3 separate regions of the Zea mays genome follow, and all the other regions are linked to region 2. A link is a contact called in public Hi-C and HiChIP or PLAC-seq data. All regions are on one chromosome and are shown on one strand. Each heading gives the region's core, a stretch centred on a gene start, on an enhancer-like site or on the middle of the called end of the contact. The rest is flanking DNA. Distances are from core to core; before and after follow the strand shown. Region 1 holds the start of LOC100285750 (SRR1-like protein). Region 2 holds the start of LOC100384036. Region 3 holds the start of LOC109943286 (growth-regulating factor 1-like).

Region 1 (4,647 bases), core at 1,226-3,725, 260 kb after region 2:
GACCAAATTTGGTGACACATGCATGCGTGGCGCCCACCAACCATCATCCCACTTATCTGGTAAGAAAAAATGGCATGGGATGAAATTTATGGTGATGATGACCTTGATGGTGAGTTCTCTACTCCTTTCGGAAGGAGATCAGGTTCTTCTTCTTCAACCCCTCAAGCTATCTCTACTGTTGCATCTAGGCCTGCTAATGGCAAAAAATCCAATCCACTCCCACCCATACCCAAATCTAATTACTTTGATATCCATCCCACACCCAACCAAAAATACTAGAAGGAAGTTAAACCCAACCCATCCAATAACATTATTGATCCCAAACCAACCCGTAATTGGGTGGAAACCCATGGAAGACAATTTAAAAATCAAATTTAAAAGCAGTAAATTAATTCAAATGAAAAAGTTTTCAAGTACAAATTTGTATAACTCATCATGATGTACATTTTATATTTTGAACATTTCTTCATATGACAAACTAAAAATAAATTTGTTCATAAAACCTATATCTCTCTCGTAGTTTATGGAACTACGAGAGATATGTATAGAATTTGTGCATATTGTTAGAACTATCATGTGAGATGAACAAATGATCAAACAACCAAAATAAACTTTGTAGATCTTGAAAAGTTATAGAAGTTTGGAGTTGACAAGTTTTTCATTTGAAGTCATATTGTCAACGAAAACTATGTCTGAATTTAAAAAATTTAAAATTTGAATTTTAAAAACAACCTCGAAAGAAAAAACCACCAACATGAAAGTTGTAGGTATTGAAGAGTTATGAAACTTTGTAGTTGACAATGTTTTGGTTTGAAATCATCTTGTCATGCAAAACTATGTTTGAATTTTGAAATTTGAATTTTTCAAATTACATCGGATGGAAAAACCACCAAAATAAAAGTTGTAGGTCTTGAAATGTAATGAAACTTTGTAATTGTCAACTTTTTTATTTGAAATTATCTTATCATTGAAAAATTCGTGTGAAGTTTTCAAATTTAAAATTCAAATTTTGTAAGCGGCCTCGGATGTAGAAACTATTAAAATTGAATTTGTAGATCTCAAAAAGTTATGCAACTTTATAGTTGGTCACATTTTCAAATAAAATGGTACTGATAAAATGATATAGTATAGTGTGTTGTGTGTGACTAAAGAAATCAAAGACTTCTCTAAACATGAAATAAAATGGTACTGATTAGGGTGGTAGTCTAATTGGTGAATACCCATGGAAACTCATACCTATACAAATCCATCTATACCCATGGGTATCAACCATTTTGACCCGCAACATAAAATAAACCCACCCAACCCAACCCGTTAATAATTAAAACCCATCACAACCCACCAAAACAAAACCATTTCTTAAACCCACCTAAAATACCCATTAACACCCACCCCATTTGCAGGCCTAGTTGCATCTACCTATGAGTTAGCTTCTTACTTGGACAGTGATACTATCACTGAGTTTGATGAGGACTTCAATGTCCTTTCTTGGTGGCATCAGCATAAGTTAACTTATCCTATTCTTGTACTACTAGCTAAAGATGTCTTGACAGTGCCAGCTTTTACTATTTCCTCAGAGTCTACCTTTAGTCTTGCTGACAGGGTAATTGAAGAGCGTCGACGTCGTCTAGCTCCTGATATGGTAGAGATATTATCCTGCATCAAAGATTGGGAACTTGCTGATGCTCACCTGCAACACAGTGTGGAGGAAGACACAAAAGAACTTGAAGCTGAGCATGACAACCTGTGGCTTGATGATCCAGCAACACAATTAGCTAGGGATGATGAAAATGCTTAGTCTTACAACCTACTATTCTTATGTCTTATGAGTTGTATTGAACTAATGATCTGTACACTGTAATAGACTGTAATGATTTATAAACTTAGGAGCTGGGCTGCACTCTTTTTTCCTTCTTAGGGTTTTCTCACGATGTGTGAGTTTTTACCTAAGAAGGTTTTTAATGAGGCGTCCATTGCACTAACATCTCCTATTCCTAATAGTCATTTCATATCTGTGTAATATCCTGTGAACCAACTGTTATTTCTTGTGTGATTAATTCTGTGTGAATCCTGTGATTAATTTTGTGTGAATCATTCTGTGTGAATCCTGTGGTTAATTCTGTGTGAATCTGGTATTAATTCTTTGTGAATCTGGTATTTACATGTATTTAGTTCTGTGATTATCTATTGGTTCGGGCCAGTGGCCGGCCCGGTACGTTCAGGCCCACGGGACGAACGAGTCGACCCGGCACGATTTATAACTGTGTGTGCCGGGTTTAGACATGTTCCTAGACACGTGGGCGTCACGACCTGGCTCGAACCTTCAACATGTCGTGTCTGGCTCGGCACTATTTGTACCGGACCGAAACGGGTTTGGAACGGGGGGGTCTGTGCCGGGTGGCTTGGACAGCTATACTCCGTGCTTCGATGTGTCTACACCTATAGCGCAGGCGCGCAGCCCCTCCTCCTAGCCCCCAACCTCCCGCACCCGCGCCGCTACTGCCCTCCACGCACGCAGGCCGCCGCTTCGGTTTTTGAGTTTTTCCATCACACGCAGAGGTAGAGAGCATCCGGATTCCAGCTTCAAGTCCCGAACCCCACCCATGTCCGCCGCCGCCGCGACCTCTGCCAGCGACTGGACCATAGTCCGCCGCCGCGGCCGCCGCCGAGGCAACGCCCCACGCTCCACCTCCCAGCCCGATGCCCCGACGCCTCTCCCCGTGACCCCAGTCCTCTGGTCCCCCTCCGATTCCTCTCTCGACCCCGCCCGCGTCTCCCGCCTCGTCGCGCGCGCCCACGCCGCCATCTCCCGCGTCGCTGCCTCCCCTCTCTACCACAGCCTCCTCCAGGACTCGTCGCTCCGCCGCCGCCTCAGTCTCCTCGCCCCGGCCCACCTCTCCCTCCTCGGCGTCGGCAGCTTCGAGTCCTCCCCCGCCGCGCGCCTCCAGCTCGCGCTCGCCGCCCTCCTACGCCGCGACCTCCTCCCGAAAGCCGCCTCCGCGGACGTCTTCGACCCCGTCCTCTCCGCCGTCGAGTGCGCGGCCGCCGCGGCGCTCGGCTTCTCCGTCCCGAGCCTCGACGACGGGTGCCGCCGTTGCGCTGAGGAGCCCACGCTCTTCTACATGCCCCACTGCGAGGCGTCGCTCTACGATGCTCTCCTCGCCGCTAACTGGGATTCCCCCGCGCAGCTACGCCGCGTCTGCGTGCTCGGCAACAGCTTCCGGCGGTACGCGCTCCAGGCCGAGGAGAACCGCTCGGGCCCCGCCGCCAAGGCCCCACATGTCCTCGCTGCAGAGCGGTTCGCGCGCGAGGAGCGGTTCGGCGACCCGAGGGATCTGGATGACGAAGATTGGTTCGCCCACGCGTTCAACGAGACGAGCTGGCATTTCTTCGAGCTGCGCGACGACGTCGACTTGTCCGCCACCATTGCTGTAGGAGGGAGCTAAGTTCATTGATCAGATGTAATATGGTAACTGGATATCTTCATGCGTTGCTTGATTGAATGCAATGGTGATCAAGATTCTAAGTTTATCCTATTTATCGGATTCTCTGTGGGATGCATACTGTATACCAATTCCAAGGAGAACGGTGTATATGCCAAGTTGCCAACTAGGTACCTGGTTGTTGCTCGATTTGTTGTCTCTCGTCTGTACATGGATATACGATTGAATTCCAGCATCAATAGGACAACTGTCCTGAATTCTGTATGCTTTATGAGCATTTAAGGCCTCAATGAGGATCGCCATGAAATTCACAGGACATAGCATGCATTTCTAGTCAGGATCTGTATATGTTTTGAATTTTATGACAATTCCAGTCATCATTGCAAAATTCAGAGTATCGTTATACTTGAATGTCGTTTCCGATTTTCTGTTTCAATTTCACAATCTTCTTTATTATTATTAAGCTAAAGAAGTAACATATGAAGATATACAACACAATATATTACTTAAAATCATTAATTTTTTGAGCATTTTTAAACAGGGATAACGATGAAGGCAATAAGATTGGGAACACCAAACCGTTAGGGACGCAATACAGATTTCTCTGTTACATCATAACCCGTAAGGTCAATTTCATGATATTTGTTGTTGATGGCGTCGCTGTCCTTGAGTCAATTGGTAGCAACAATAAAGGATACACTGAGATACTTTGTCAAACTTTTATGTATCCGTTCTTATCGATTGGAGGTACGGATTGCTAGGATGGACACATACCTTATATATCCATTTTATCATTATCATAGGAAGTTTCCTGAATACAGATTTATGTTCACTTATACTGCTTTATGAATGAAATATATGCTTCAATCGTATTGTATTCTCTTCAATTTAGATCTCACCTGCTATAGAATAAGAGTGTACATGTTGTCGATTTAAATTGTTAGCTTCAGTCATCTCATGCATGCACTATGTTTGTCTCTGTGAATAAATTATGCTTCCTATTGTAGACATCATGTGATCATAACAAATTTTATCGCAGATGATAAACCTGTTGTCGTTTGTCTCTGTTGATAAACCATCACGGCCGTGCTGCGGTCGTTTCCGTGAATGCCAACTTGACTGCAGGCTTGGAGTCCTACAAGCACAAAGCAGTAAAAGCTGCCATGGATTATGGCTTTCACATGGCCATTACAAAGTGGCATGA
Region 2 (4,472 bases), core at 1,555-4,054:
ACCTCCCCCACTAACCTAACAGCTAAGATAGGAAGATAAAGCATGCAACCAATGTAAGATAATATAAATGTGAAAGCTTAAGTAAGATGTTTGTGGCAAGTGAAGGACGTGATTATGCTCTAAAATCAGACCTGGCACTTTATAACGGTCAAAGTGATGGATATAATCCATCACAGATAATGCTAAAGCTTGATTAGTATTAGAATTTGATGCACAAACATAAAATTGTATGTATGGGTGATAATGGAACACGATCCAAACATTTCTTCACGATTCGTTTGAACCCTTAATTGGTTTTAGTTTAAAATCGAGTAGAAATATATCTTGATACTAATATGATCCGATCCTTAAATTTTATAGTGTAAAATTTAAACCCCATTACCACCCCTAACTGTAGGCAATCCACAGATCTATTTTCTTCCGCAGCTTTACATCTCAGAAATGTAGATTTTCCTTTTGATGCAACATGTTGAAGCTGGTGTTTCCTTTAATCTAATGATAGATAGGAAAGGAACATTGTTTTTGTTTTGATGGAAAAAGACCGCAACGTAATCAAAGTATAAATGAATAGATGTAGATGACAGTTCTGAGATGGACTGACACCTGTTCCTTGAGCTAGACGGAAGGCGACAGAGCTTCAGGACAACACAAGATGACCGTCGTCGTTTGTCGGCTCGCCGCCCAAAAAAGGAGCAAAAAATGCCAAGTGTCAACGTCAGTATCGCGCCCTGCAATGTGTTGTTGGGCCGATGTCCAGCTCATGGAGGAATGGAGAGGGGTGAGAGCTCCACACATATGTCATCAAAATCTCACGAACCATTGTTTTTAACAGAATCTGATATTGTAGACATGATCTGATGAAAAAAACCATTAAAAAGAAGATAGCTTCAACTTCTCTAATACTACCACGCTACATTTACATTAGGTCAGACGTGACTTATTTGTTTCTTTTGACTCTCACGGGATCTAGGAAAATAATGTCCAGCTGTGGTTTGTGCTATCACTCGCTCTTCTTTTTCTTGGCATAATAGCTCTCGATGGTGGAGAACCAATTCCACTGGAAACAAATTGCCGCAAACCGCATGAGTCCAGCGCCAACCACTTCTAGGAATGCCATTAACGGGGAGCTCTGCGGGGATAAACCAGCGGTGGCTACGGCTAACATTGCGCCCTCGAAATTACAGGGGACAATGAATTTTGCGGATTTGATGCCGTCCAGAGCCTTCTTGGCAACATCGTCGGCCTTCATTCCACCGGATGACCCTGCTATGATGTTTGTCAATTCCGGCCTCCTCTTATGCTCTGAAATTAGGCAAACCACATGCTCAGCATTCGGTAGCAAAAATTTGTAGACCGTGTCTTCAGAAATTAGGATGCCAAGCTTAGGGGCATTCTTTTTTTCCTACTCTTCCCCCCAATGTTTGCTGGTGTGCTTGAGAAAATGGTACTGTGAAACATGTACTAATGAAACAAATGAGAGCATGCTATATGAGCCATGCACTGAATGGAACAAATGGGAATGTGAAATATTCGGTAGCAGCATGTTTTGGTCTATGGATTTTAATGTACGGAGTACTGATTTACAGGCAAGTGTAAGTGTTACTGATTGCTGAGATCAGTTGCTGAAGTGAGTATAGAAGATAGCTCTGATATTTTCAGTTTTGCCAAGTTGAAAAGCTTGGCTGTCAAATCGAAGAGGATAACTCAAGCATTCATGGTTCACTTGTTTAGTTGCTACTAAAGCAGACATGAACTAAAATATAGTTGGCCAGTTCATAAGCAACACATACCCTCTTCCAATCCTGGAGTCTCGGTGTCAGGAGGGAATATCAACGAGACATGAATGTTGTCCGCGATGACCTCATGCTGCAACGCCTCACCCAATCCGCGAAGAGCGAACTTGCTCGCTGAGTAGGCAGTGTAACCATAAATACCAACCTGCAGCAGAGACATCACCAACAAAAAGATCAATCCCCCCCCCCCCCCCCCCCCCCCCCCCAGCGAGCAGCATTACATCGAACACCTTCGCTGCATGGCAGGCGACGGACGCCGGGTGTCTACCTGGCCGGCCTGGGAGGACATGATGGCGATGGAGCCAGGGAGGCGCGTCTCGCGGGTGCGCGCCTTCATGGCCGGAAGCGCGGCCTTGATGAGGTGGAAGCTGCCCATGAGGTTGATGTCCACCATCCACTTGATCTCATCCACGTCCTGCCCCTCGAGCTCCTGCGGCACGAACACGCCGTGGTTGCAGACGAGGACGTCGACGGGGCCGGCCTCCTGGAGCGCGCGCGCGACGGCGCCGGCGTCCCGCACGTCGGCCGCGTGGACGCCGACGTCGTCCCTGCCCGAGTCGCGCTGGATGGCGGCGCGCGCGTCCTCGAGGCGGGCGAGGTTGCGGGCCAGGATGGAGACCCGCGCGCCCTCCCGCGCCGCGGCCGTGGCCATGGCGAGCCCGATGCCGCTGGACCCGCCCGTGATGAAGACGTGGCGGCCTTTGAGCGGGACCCGCGCGGCCCGGGGCCGCGTGAGGAGCGCGAGCGCGGCGAGCAGCCCGACGGGCGTCACCAGCAGGAGGAGGAGCGCCACGGCCATCCCGACGGGAGTCTGTTGGCTGCTGCTAGCGGTGGAGTTGTGGGGGCCGTGGTGGAGTGCGGCGCGGCTGGATCTGGGTGGCGGGGTTAAAGAAGGGTGGTGCGGGCCGTCGGAGTGGACCGGCTCTTTCAGGGCAGCCGAAGGTCTGTCTGGTCGTGATCGATGCGCTCGTATCCTAGGGCGTTCGCGGTCGCGCTACGCGTACGAGAGGGGTTGTGTCATGTGTGGACTTGCCGGCTGGCAGGCGTGGCAAGCAACGGCCGATGGCCGAAACTGACTGATGAAATGTCAAGTGCGATTGACGAATTCACGACCGGCGGCGCGGCCATCCATGTTGGACACTCGGACGGAACTTTAGGTAGCCATGTATGTTCCGGAAGGAAACAGGAACATGGAAGAGAACATAAAGATGCTGATTGGTTACAGCGCTTTGGTCTGGACCGCCAGGGATTGCCCTCACCACTTCTCCACGCGCATATAGGACAAACAATAAAAAAAAGAGCAAGCTACATGCGCGTATATATAATTAGGTCCCGTTCGGTTAATCCCGTTACCTATAGATTGGATGGGATTGAAAAAAATTAAGAAAAAGTTTGACTCGTTTGGGATTTAAACCCACTCAAGCCTTGTTCGGTTATTCCTAATACACATGGATTGGATGTGATTGGAAAAAATTAAGAAGAAAATTGACTTGTTTGGGATTGAAACACATCCAATCTCACTCAATCCACATGGATTGAGAGCTAACCGAATAAGCCCTCAATCTCACTCAATCCACATGGATTGAGAGCTAACCGAACAAGCCCTTATGCAAACTATTTTTACATCCATACAAGATCGTATGCAAACTATTTTTTATAGAACATGTTGCACTAGCTAGTGGATAAATTGAGGCAATTTTTTCACACCCTCACATAGCACATATAAAAAAAACACAACCTTTTACGTAGTATAACCACATAAGAAAATAAGCTTATAGAATAATTGCATTTCTCAATAAGATGTACACCTTTCTACTTCGCAACGTTTTTCATTATCGCCATCTTGGTACCGTCGATGTAATATCTAGATCTACAAATATATGTTGTCGGTACCCTGAAACTAGGGTACCCCTGCTACTGTACAAAGACGCAGAACCCGCGCGGCTATCCCTTAGTCGCGTGGCAGAAGTGCTGTGTGGGACCAAGATGCGTCTTGCCCCAATCTCAGGCGGCTATTCTGGGTCCACGGCAGCGCCCGACCCCACCACATTGGCGGGTCCGAAGCCGCCATGTGTCCAAAGAAGGTGGCACACTCTAAAGCATCAACAGTGAGTCTGGACCCCCATGGGAGAGCGCCGGACCCCCGGATGTACAGTCCGGACCCTCAAGAATGGTCCTGGACCCCCGGATATACAGTCCGGACCCCTAAGGTTGGTCCCGTACCTCCACGTATGCAAGTCGGACCCCTGGAAATCTGGAATGGGATCCGGACCCCTCCGTATGGGATCCGGATCGCCCACAGTGGGGGTCCCAAGGTCCCAGGATAGAACGTACACGGGCCTTGGGTAGGACCCAAGCGGGGGTCCGGTGCCGACACGTGTCCAGGCCCAGTCTGGTGCGGACCTGTCCACATACGCCTCTGCTCCCCGCCCAGGCGGAGACCCGATGCTGCCACATGGCCTACCGCGCGTGATGTAAGCCAGCGGGCAAAGCCTGACGTAAGGCCCCTGGGTTACGCGGCCCCCGCATTTATTGCGGATAAGGCGCGCCGCCTGTCCACTCCGCTGACAAGCGATGTGCCGCCTCGGCATTTAATGAGCCCTGTCCATTCCGCAGGCGGCGTGCCTGTCCATTCCACTGGCAGGCGATGTGCCGCCTTAGTGAGAGCACCTAGAGGGG
Region 3 (4,595 bases), core at 534-3,033, 160 kb after region 2:
ACCCGCTACAGTTTATGGGAAGAGCAAGTTTATGGGAAGAGCACTTGCAAGAATCCCCCGTCTGACCGCCATCGCAGCTAAATCAACCAGAGAACCTCCTTGCATGCAACTCCCCTACTGCCCTTGCCCCTTTCGGGTAAGGTAGTCTTCCACTAGCTTTCCTAATTAGTCATCCAAGGGTGTCCCATTAAACCCTTGTGGTGGCACGTGTTTCTCAAGTTAAGCTCTATGTTCCAATTAACATTAATGAACTTGACATGGAATAACAAGAATAATTGGAACATAGATATAATAAATGATTATCCCAAAACCATGTAAAGCAATAGCAAACTACCCAAGTGATTCAGGGGTAAACAAGGTAATGAGATAAACAATCTAGGATGACCTATCGGGTCCCATCAAAATTAAACCTATGCATGGTAAATGATTATAAAGAACATTATTGGGTAACAAAAGTGAATCAAGGGCACAACTTGCCTTCGATGAGCTCCTGCTCAGCTACTTCAACCTGCTGCTCACCAGGATCCTCAGTCACGTGTTCTTCTACTCGCCACAATACAAGCAAGCACAGTATATAGAGAATATTAACATCACAACAAACATGTGAACAAAATACATAGTAATAATCTACGCATTAAAATAAAATCCTAGGAACATGAATCATAATTTTTGGAGTTATAAATTTTAAGATATGAATTTCTAAAGGTTTTATGTGGTTGAAATAGGATTAAGTGGGAAATTAAATTTCTTATTGTTTTCATGACCAAACAGAGACTCTAGGTGATGGAGAATAAAATTACAAAATTTTAGGAACTAGAATGGAGTAATTTGGACTAAAAATGGATTTTCTATTGATTTTACAAGTTTTAGCACTTATTTTCATATTAAATATTCAATTTCTAATTCACTTATAATATTTAAATGAGCTCTGGACTGGGCGCCTATTCCAGAGAAATCTAGGGGGCTCGGTGTAAGACTCTGCAGACACAGAGTACAGGGTAATAGGACGGCGGGTTCTATTCCAAAGAAACTTAGGGACTCTTATGTAAAACTTCTCGGCCGAAGAGGTACGCTAGGATCTGAGCCGATGGATTAGAAGTGAGCGCACCAGATTAAACCGGCGGGGTTGTGAATCATTACGTAATCGGGGCCGCTGGATCACGATCGGACGGCTACGCCAATCCAATCCGAGCGGTACGCTACAACAGATCCGAACCACACATTCACGCATCGACGATTAATAACCTATCTGCTACCTTCGCCCCACCGACCGACGGCACAGAGACACTGCACGGCGGCGTTCCGCCCACCGCGCCCGCCACCCATGGCGCAGCACCCCAAATTCTAATCCGAAGAACGTTATTCGCAGCGGAGATTAGGGCGAATAGATTGGGGGCAGACTCACCACGGACGACGCGCAGAGGAGCACCACTCACGACACAAGGCGGATCCGCCGCGCAGTACTTATGCCGTCGCGAAATTGCCCGCAGTTGGAGCCCCTAACAGCGCGATGATGCCTCAGACACAACCCACATATCGAGGCGAAGCTCCCTGACCATCGACTGAGGCAACACCGGTGACCGGAATGCGAGTCTACGACGGCGGCGGCGGCTCGGACGAGTTCACAATGGCTACGACGGCGGTGGAAACCAGCTGCGCGACGGAGTCGCACGAGGTGGACGCGGAATTAGACTAGGGCGCACGGCGGAACGACTCAGGGCTAAATACTCTGAGGCGGAGTCGCACCGGCCCAACCGAAATGCGCGGCGCGACGAGGTCACCATGCGGAGGAATCTCGGCTTCTGTTACGCGAAGTCCGCGGGGAGGAAGGCTTCCGCCAGGGCGGCCCCACGCGCCAGCGAGAGCTCGACCCATGTCGCTGTTCCGTGGAGCGCTGACCGCATGGCCCCTCCTGTCAGCGATCCTGTGAGGTAAGCGTGGTGGAGGGCGTTGTTCTGGGCCGACTGTGCGCGAGGGGTGATGAAGTGGGCCGAAAACATTAGCTTTAGGCCCATTCCAGCGTTTTTCCTTTTCCTTTTATATTTTCCTTTTCCTTTTCTCTCCCTTTTAGTTTTCAAATTCCATTTTAAATTCAGATTTAAATTCAAATCTTGTGCCAGTTTATCCTCAATTTATATTGTGAAATAAAAAGTACCAGTTTTAGAAATATAATTATATATATGTTATTTATATTTTTATACCTTTTATTCCTTTTCTCCATATTTCTAGAATTCCTTTTAACTCTTAAATTCCCACTTTGGGACTTTAATATTTTTCTTGTCACCTTATCTTTATATTGTCACAAAAATGCACACAGAAACAAAATCCCAGCATGATGCATGTATTATTTTTGGGTATCTGTTGTTAATTATATATTTGTGTAATTAATATGTCCACATGAAATGATAAACATTAGTAATGCATATACATATAGAGTAGTATAATTTCTCTTTTAGACCTTTCTTACAAAGTGGGTGTTACAGAGAGTGTGTGTTATCTAGCGATCTGAATCGTTGATTTTGATGGTTTGTTAAATTTAGGTAGGGCTGCAAACGGCCTAGGCCCAGGCACGACTCGAACCGGCTAGTATAGTGTCGTGTCTGGGTCGTCATCTCGACCCATAGTGCTGGCACAGTCACGACACAGTTACATTTTTTATTTTAAAGATAATAGTTTACATATATTAAGTATAATAATTCAACATATAACACAATAAAATTACAATCGCATTGGCTAAGTTGGTGTGTTTAAATCTCTTATATACCTGGGTGTGTGTTCAAGTCCCCATAGCTACACATTTTTTGTTAAATTATACAATATACTCAGATGGACCAGCGTGCTACCGGCACGGCTAGCAGGCCGACGGGTCGTGCCCATACGAAGCGAACACACTGTCGCCTGAGACCGTTCACAAATGGTTCTTTTCTTTTCATTGTCAGGGAGATTTATGTGTCGTTCGGTGGGCTTCTAATGCTACGTAGATGTGCCCTTCCACTGTTGCTAGCTTCGAGCTTGATCAGAGACTCTTTCCACTGCTGTTAGTTTATATTTCTTGCCAAAAAGATAATTGTTCATTAAGGATCTTTAACAGATGTTTTTTGTTATTTTCTCGAGACCTAAATGTTAATCGACCAAACTTGTTTTTGTATCAGTGTATAATATTATTGTCACTATTTTTTATGTCGTGGAATGTGTTTTTTGTACGTCATTGAAACTACATATAAAATTGTCACTGTGTATCAGTGTATGTGTATGCAGTTGGCTTGATGTGAGACAATAAGCTGAATCCACGGGGTTTTCGTGGGTTTCCACCCAATTACGGGTTGATTTGGGGTTAATAATATTATTGAATATGTTGGGTTTAATTTTCTTCTTATATTTTGGGGTGGGTGTGGGATGGATATCAAAGTTATTATATTTGGGTATGGGTGGGAGTGGGTTAGATTTTTTTGCCATTAGCAGGCCTAAATTTAGGTACCGTTTGTTTGGTGAATTTAGTGGAGGTTGAGTGTGGTGGTGATTTGATTGAGAGGTTTTTGTAAAATTTAAACTGGTAGATTATACAGTGTTATGTATAGATTATACTAGATACCTACCAATGCTTTATTTGCACCAACACAAACGGCTGGTTTTACCGTGCAGATGTTCTTATCGCATCACCACCTGTTCCTTTCGCTTTGTTGCTACTTGTGCAGTACTGAGCTGTTGTGGTAGGCTTTGCTTCTTCATATACCGAAATGCCTTCGTTTTGCTTTTGCACCCCCCTACAAGTTTGCGGTGTTCAACCTGCTTTCTGAAACCCAGGTACAATGCCTACGGAACGAGGTCGTTCGCGGACCAGCTGGTTCTAGAAGCCATGGACCCATCATCATCCATGGAGAACCCGTGCCATCATCGCCTCCCGCCGTCTCAAAGCTCGTCGTTCGCTCTCTCGAGCTACCCGCAGCTCGGGGCGCGGCTGAGCGACCTGGGCCAGCAGCAGCAGGGCACGGTGAGCTCGCTGCCGAAGACGGAGAGGCAGCCGCAGCCGCAGCAGCAGCCGCTCTCCTTCCTAGGGAGGAGCGACTTGGCGGCCATGGACTCCGCCGCGTCCGCGAAGCAGGAGGAGGAGGAGTGCCAGACGCTGCGGCCCTTCTTCGACGACGAGTGGCCCAGGGCGAGGGCCTCCTCCTGGCCGGGCATCCCTGGCGAGAACGCCTCGTTCCCGTCGGCAACGGCCCAGTTGTCCATGTCCATGTCCACACCCATCGCGTGCTCGGAGTTCCCCGTGGCGTGGTCAGCTCCCAGGCGCCGGTCGAATGGTTAAGACCCGTTTCAATCACGATAAACTTTAGCTTCCTGCTAAACTTTAGCTATATGAATTGAAGCGCTAAAGTTTAACTTTAATTACCATTATTGACTCTCTTGTTTAAATTATAAATGGCTAAAAGTAGCTTAAAAAAGCTGCTAAAGTTTATCGCGAGATTGGAATAGGGCCTAAGCTGATGCGGTCCTGCTGACACGGGCCGACCAGAGACGGAAGGTTAATTGCTCGGTTCTCGGCTGGTTTGCTGATCGGAGACAGCCGTATCTGGTCTCTCTCCAGATTACTAGAA

Evidence for each region. Hi-C and Micro-C count contacts between places; a contact is called where the count stands out from the background. HiChIP or PLAC-seq counts read pairs in DNA pulled down with a chosen protein or histone mark.
Region 1: an H3K4me3 HiChIP or PLAC-seq map of leaf shows a contact between it and region 2, with 6 times the contacts expected there. The contact joins the promoter of LOC100285750 here to the promoter of LOC100384036 in region 2. A contact is called at or near these places in 6 of 25 Hi-C or Micro-C datasets (bundle sheath, ear, endosperm and 2 more) and 2 of 3 datasets of contacts at active chromatin or transcription factors (leaf and seedling).
Region 3: a contact with region 2 is called in a Hi-C map of ear, with 2.1 times the contacts expected there. The contact joins the promoter of LOC109943286 here to the promoter of LOC100384036 in region 2. A contact is called at or near these places in 3 of 25 Hi-C or Micro-C datasets (ear, endosperm and tassel).

The regions. Positions count from the first base shown.
Region 1 is chr4:164,434,928-164,439,574 of Zm-B73-REFERENCE-NAM-5.0, reverse strand. LOC100285750 (SRR1-like protein) reads left to right here and starts at 2,475. Exons shown (of 1, transcript NM_001158640.1): 1 at 2,475-3,610. The coding sequence starts at 2,604. The coding sequence ends at 3,446.
Region 2 is chr4:164,690,559-164,695,030 of Zm-B73-REFERENCE-NAM-5.0, reverse strand. It overlaps LOC100384036, which reads right to left and starts at 2,804. Exons shown (of 3, transcript NM_001321738.1): 1 at 2,062-2,804; 2 at 1,791-1,907; 3 at 782-1,302. The coding sequence starts at 2,592. The coding sequence ends at 1,830.
Region 3 is chr4:164,524,907-164,529,501 of Zm-B73-REFERENCE-NAM-5.0, reverse strand. LOC109943286 (growth-regulating factor 1-like) reads left to right here and starts at 1,783. Exons shown (of 2, transcript XM_020546202.2): 1 at 1,783-1,931; 2 at 3,772-4,386. The coding sequence starts at 1,783. The coding sequence ends at 4,306.